2 separate regions of the Mus musculus genome follow, and region 2 is linked to region 1. The links are chromatin contacts, called in public ChIA-PET maps. All regions are on one chromosome and are shown on one strand. The core of a region is the stretch at or near the end of the contact, and the rest is flanking DNA. Distances in the headings are between cores, read along the strand shown.

Region 1 (2,994 bases), core at 310-2,809:
AAAGAGAGAATCTCTTAGTGGTCCTTACTGTTTGCATGCATGTCACAAGCTGAGGCCTGGGTGTTTACTTTCAGAGCTTAGCGAGCTTTTCTGCAGGATGGAATGTGTCTCCTGTAGTTGGAACTTAAGCCTGTGTATTAACGAGCTTCCCTCCAAGATGGAGGTTAAGCAGAGTCTCACTCTGTAGGCCTGGTGGCCTGGAACTGGCTGTGTGGACCAGGCTGACCTCAAACTCATAGTGATTTCCTTGCGGCTTCTTCCCAAGTCTTGGGATTAGAGGCATACAGCAACAAAAAGAAAAATAGCATATTATGTAAATAAAAAACATTTGGGCTTGAAAGAAATCATCAAGAAAGATGCCCCAAAGCTGGGTTTGGTGGCCCACGCCTTTAATCCCAGTGCTCAGGAGGCTGAGGCAGGTGGATTTCTGAGTTGGAGGCCAGCCTGGTCTACAGAGTGAGTTCCAGGACAGCCAGAGGTTCATAGTGAGATCCTGTCTTAAAAGCCTCCAAAATGAGCGAGAGAGAGAGAGAGAGAGAGAGAGAGAGAGAGAGAGGGGAGGGGAGGGGAGGGGAGGGGAGGGGAGGGGAGAGGAGAGGGAAGAGAAGAGAGGGAGAGAGAGGGGGAGAGAGAGGAGAGAGAGGGAGAGAGAGAGGGGAGAGAGAGGAGAGGGAGAGAGAGGGAGAGAGAGAGAAAAGAGGGGAGAGAGGGAGAGAGAGGGGAGAAAGGGGAGAGAGAGGGAGAGAGAGAGGGGAGAGAGAGGAGAGGGAGAGAGAGGGAGAGAGAGAGAAAAGAAAAGAGAGGGGAGAGAGAGGGGAGAGAGGGGGGAGAGAGAGGAGAGGGAGAGAGAGGGAGGGAGGGAGGAAGAGAGAGAGAGAAAACAAAAAGAAAGATGCCCTAATTATGCCTCTCCTATACATACATATACTCCTATGTATTCAAGAGAACTAAAGACACATTTCTTCCCCAAATCTATAAAGATATTTGCAGGAATATTCAAATAGCTAAAACCTAGAGACAGCTGGAATGTCCTTTGGGAATGAGTCATACAGTGTAGTCCATTCCTAAGGTAGAGTGTTGTTTAAGTCATTAGGAAGGACAAGGTGCTGCTTGATACTGTAACACGGGTGGGCTTTGAAAATGCTCTGCTGAAGGAAGACAGCAGTTACAGACTCCTTGGAGTCTCCTCACAGGAAATGGCTAAGTAGGGGGAGGTAAAGCAGACAGGGTGGGGGCCAGGAAGGGGAAGTGGCAGCTGTGCACGGGCTGAGGTTTCTTTGGGGATTGTCGAATTACACCTCAGCCTAGCTATTTATTATAAACAGTAAAACAGTGCACCTGAACTTGAAAGAGAATTTGAACAAAACACAACCAACAGAACCGGTTACACTGGCCTGGCTTGTACCTCTAAACCTTGGGAGGAAAACATCTTATCTGTCTACTTAGTTTTTGATGGTGCTGTTGTACATGGATGTTGTACATGCTCAGCCCCTGCCTGCCTTACACTCCAGTCTGAGTTTTGTTGTTTTGATGAGAGATATTTCTGTGTTCCCTGGCTGGCCTGAAACATGGTGTGCAGCCTCAGCTGGCCTTGGACTTGAGCCTTTGGGCAGTCATCTCTGGCTGAAACCCTGTTTTCTCTAGGTCTCTTCTCCCCCCACCCCCCCACCCCCTGTAAAATGTAAGCATCATGGACTCTTTTTGGAGTTTTATAAATATTGTTTTAAAAAAGTTAAAGAAGATTATGTGGGATTAGCCCCTGTAAAGTCAGTCCATGCTTTTAGAAAACGTGCATGGGAAGTTTTGCTTTGCAGAAATCATTAGCTCTTATTTATCTGACGCTTGTTTAACAACCATTTCACTGTGTTCACATCATTTCCCGTTCCTTTTTCTAAGTCCTCTCACACACTCCCCTTGAATTCACGGCCTTTTCCCCTTTAGTTGTTATTACTGTATATATACAATAATATACAATATACATAATTAATATTTAAATACAATGTGCTGAGTCCCTTCACTTTTGCAAGCATGTGTATTCTTAGAACTGACCAGGTGGTATTAGATAACCAGTTAGGGGGTTCTTCCCTGATACTGATTCTTTAATGATTAACATCTAAACCATCTAGCTGTACAGGATGTACCTATGACAACAGTGGCAATCAGGTGATAGTTTGAAGATTTGCCTTTGTTTTATAAATTGTGGAATAACTGACATGTGTTGTCTTAGTTGCTGTAAAGAGACACCATAACCATGGCAACTCTTATAAAGGAAAACATCTAATTTGGGGCTGGCTTACAGTTTCAGTGGTTTAGTCAGTATTATGGTGGGATGCACGGCAGGATATAGGCAGACTTGGTGTGGGAGGAGCTGAGAGCTCTACATCTTTATCTGTAGGCAGCAGAGTCTGTGTGCCACACTGGGCATAGCTTGAGCATAGGAGACCTCAAAGTCCACCCCCACAGTGACACACTTCCTCTAACAAGGCCAAACCTCCTACTAGTGCCACTCACTATGGGCCAGGCATTCAAATTCATGAGTCTATAGGGGCCAAATCTATTCAGATTACTACATCTGCTGGCTGTGTTGGTGCAGACCTTTAATCTCTGTGAGTTCAAGGCCAGCCTTGTCTACAAAGTAAGTCCAGGACAGCCAGGGCTACACAGAGAAACCTTGACTCTAAAAACAAAACAAAACAAAAACAATTACCTCCCCCGACCCCTACAACACGTACAGAAGGATGTGCAATGTGCCATCTGGGGAATAAGGAAAAGCGACAGAGTGAGTGCTCGTGTACCCGCCCGCCAGCAGTCTAAGAAGCACCCAGTAGACCTAGTCTCTGACGTTGACGCTCTCTCTTTCACAGTGGGAATGTAAGACCGACTTGGATATTGCATACAAATTTGGCAAAACTGTGGTGAGCTGTGAAGGCTACGAGTCCTCTGAAGACCAGTATGTCCTCAGGGGTTCCTGCGGCTTGGAGTACAACTTAGATT
Region 2 (2,970 bases), core at 208-2,707, 230 kb after region 1:
AAATCTGGCTGGGAGTTGGTCTTAATTCATATGTTATTCTGTTTAATGTTGAAATTATTATTTTTTTCTATTATTTCTATTAGTTTTTAAGGGACCTCTAGCAGCTCCTAAAACTTTCCAGGGTAAGACTTATCTGTGAAAATACTTATGGAGAAATATATCTCGTACAGTCCAAAACCAGATGTCCCTGACACATCCCTCTCCCATGCTCAACTCATCTCTTCATTCACAGTCAGAGCTAACCTGAAAATTAAGCTCTTGTATACACCACAGTGGAAGGACCTGCTGCCATTGTGGAGGGCTGTCAGGCTTTGGCTCTGAGAGTGAAATGGCTTGTGCCGCTACCTTAACCTCTGTATTCTGTCTGCAGTGGACAAGAGTGCTTTCAGAACAGGATCATTTGGTGCCTTTCCCACCATCATTTCCAACCAAGGCCTAGCATTATAGGAAGCAGCATCCTGGAGAAATTTAACAGAATCCTAAGGACAGGAACCCAAGCCATAGGCAAGAAAAAAATACAAAAAACCTAAACCTTCGAGGTCCCTGTTTTTGCTATTGGGGTCTTTCTTCTCACTTCCAAACCACCATGTCTATAGGGAGCCAGAGACACTCTTCCTCCTCCTCTTCTTTGAAATTGTAAAATAAGAAGATATATTATAGATGGGTATTTTGCCTGCTCGTATATCTGTGCACTATGTGCATGCAGTGCCCACAGAGTCCAGAAGAGGGCGTTGTATCTTTCTGGACCTGAAATTAAAGATGGTTGTGAGCTGCCTCGTGGGTGCTGGGATTTGAACTGTGTTCTCTGCCAGAGTGGCCTGTGCTCTTTATTGTTGAGCCATCAGCTCTCCAGTCCCAGTAATGTCCTTGTTTTCAAATAGCGAGGTTGTTTCTTTCCCTACTAAGATAAGCGACCCAGATTTCAAAACTGACTTCTGACTGTGCTTTCACTTTGCCCCTAAGGACTCTCCCTCCCTTCTTAGAGTCTGGGGTGTGTGTGTGTGTGTGTGTGCGCGCGCGCGCGCACGTCCCTGATGAAACTCCTAGCCTTCTGCTAGAGCCCAGAACGGAACACAATACTTCCCAGGGTAACTGGCAGAGGAAAGATTTGATGAACCCGCTTCTCCCTGGGCAGTGCCATGGTTATCTGGGAAAGAGAAGGTTCACAAGCACCTTGTCAAAGAGCCCCTTACTATCCTTTGTCCTTTGCAGAACTGCATCTCAGTGTTCAGTTGCCAGCATGAATGGCTGTGGTTACAGGAGCGAGAGGCGGTGGGAGGAGGGTGTTTAGCCGCTTCTGGTCCCAGCGCCCCCCCCCCCCCCCCGCAGCGGTGTGAGAGGTTTTTGACTCTGCACGTGCTGAGAGCTTTTATCTCTAGAAGCCACTTGAGGTTGTTCAGGAGGCTTGATTAGAGAAAGGTGAACGGTTGCCAAGGCAACCTCCCTTTGATTCATTCATAGAATGGGAATTGAAATATTTAAGAGAGAGCCGAAAATAATGGCCACATGAGAGCAACCCACACATATCCTGCTCAGGAAACGTGGGCCGTTGAGACAAAGAACACAGAGGTTTGAATGTGTACAATCAGGCTTACCTGGTGTCTGCATTTTCCGTGAGTAACCCCAAGCCCCCACACCCCATTTCATACATACACACATGCATCAGCCTGGCATAGGGAATATTTTAGCGTGTCAACTTACTCTTTAGTGCCACAAGTCACAGCTTTGCTATGACAGTTGGCATGAAAATGTAAGTTTTCTCTCTGTGAATATGTCACCTGGCTTTCTACCAGATCTTTAAGATTTATTTATTTTTATTTGATGCATATGTGTAAATGCCTGCATGTTTATATGTGTGTAGCACATGTGTGCAGGTGCCTGTGGAGCCCAGACACTGTCAGATCTCCTGGAACTGCAATTAACGGCCATTGTGAGTTGCTTGGTGGGAATGCTGGGAACTGAACTCAGGTCCTCTGCAGAGGCGGCAACTGCTCCCACTGAGCTGTCTTTTCAACCCTATTTTCTAGACTTTATTTGCCTCTGGTACAGTTCTACCTGCGCTCTGCAACCTACATCTTGCTTATTTATGCATTTAGCCATCCACTCAACAAGCACTGATCTCCTGTGTGCCAGGCTAATGCACACATACAGCTTGTGTTGGACTTTTGTTTACTGTTGGATGCAGTTCTGGTATTGAGTGCTCCCTGCACAGGCAGGAGAAATGGGTTTTGGGGGCAAGGGTGGGGGAACCCCTCCGGAGCAACCTTTACCCAGGCCGATCAATAGAGCTCAGACTCTTTTTTTTTTTTTTTCTCTCATGAAACACCTCTCACACCACTGCCATTTCAGGCCAGAGCTTCTTTCCCAAGCAGAGCCTTTGCCTGCTAGTCACTGACCCTTGAAACAGCCCTCCTTGTGCATCACTGGCTCCCAGCACTAACCCAGCTCATCCACCCTTGAAGTCCCGATCCACACGCTGTTCTTAGACACAGCAGTTTAGCTCTAAGCCACTCAGCTTGACTTACAAAGTCTATAAAATCGTATATAATGTTCCAGTGAAAACCCCTGATGTTATTCTTTGATTTCAGCTGCTGTTCCCAACAGCCTTATTTTCTCAGAGTGTGAAAACTGACCCTGGTTATTCCTCCTGATTCATGGTTGCACAAACCACCCTACTTATCATGGCTGGTTTTCCCCCTTTGCTGGCCTAGAGCCATCACCTCGTTGTTACCCATCCCTCAAGACCTCCGAGCGAACCTCTCACTAATTATTTTTCAGTATTCACCATCCTCTTCTCCATAGGCATAGTAGTTTTTCTGGAACTGTGGCTTCCAGGACAAAGATCACACATCCCCGTTGTTCACTCCTTGCTCCTTTGTATGGCTGGGTTGTGAGCGGAGTGTGCGCTTTCTGAGCTACGTGGAGGTGTAATTATACACAGATGGCAGGCCACAAAGAGGGAAGGAGTCT

What was found. ChIA-PET counts read pairs in DNA pulled down with a chosen protein or histone mark.
Region 2: a contact with region 1 is called in an RNA polymerase II ChIA-PET map of memory CD8 T cells, with 2.8 times the contacts expected there. The contact joins two enhancer-like sites. A contact is called at or near these places in 1 of 39 promoter capture datasets (pre-B cells), 6 of 484 Hi-C or Micro-C datasets (Sertoli cells and embryonic stem cells), 2 of 115 datasets of contacts at active chromatin or transcription factors (effector CD8 T cells and memory CD8 T cells) and 1 of 9 other capture datasets (embryonic stem cells).

Annotation. Positions count from the first base shown.
Region 1 is chr8:34,162,277-34,165,270 of GRCm38.p6, forward strand. It overlaps Saraf (store-operated calcium entry-associated regulatory factor), which reads left to right. Exons shown (of 6, transcript NM_026432.4): 3 at 2,865-2,994. Among named protein-coding and RNA genes, the nearest start is that of Mir6395, 2.9 kb to the right of the region's middle. Within about 2 kb of position 1,560, at least 67 of the 459 cell types and tissues checked have an H3K27ac peak or open chromatin away from gene starts, as enhancers often do. A contact at or near this core is called in memory CD8 T cells and pre-B cells, where this site is marked.
Region 2 is chr8:34,396,689-34,399,658 of GRCm38.p6, forward strand. No RefSeq gene overlaps it. Among named protein-coding and RNA genes, the nearest start is that of Gm33831, 11 kb to the left of the region's middle. Within about 2 kb of position 1,458, at least 66 of the 459 cell types and tissues checked have an H3K27ac peak or open chromatin away from gene starts, as enhancers often do. A contact at or near this core is called in memory CD8 T cells and pre-B cells, where this site is marked.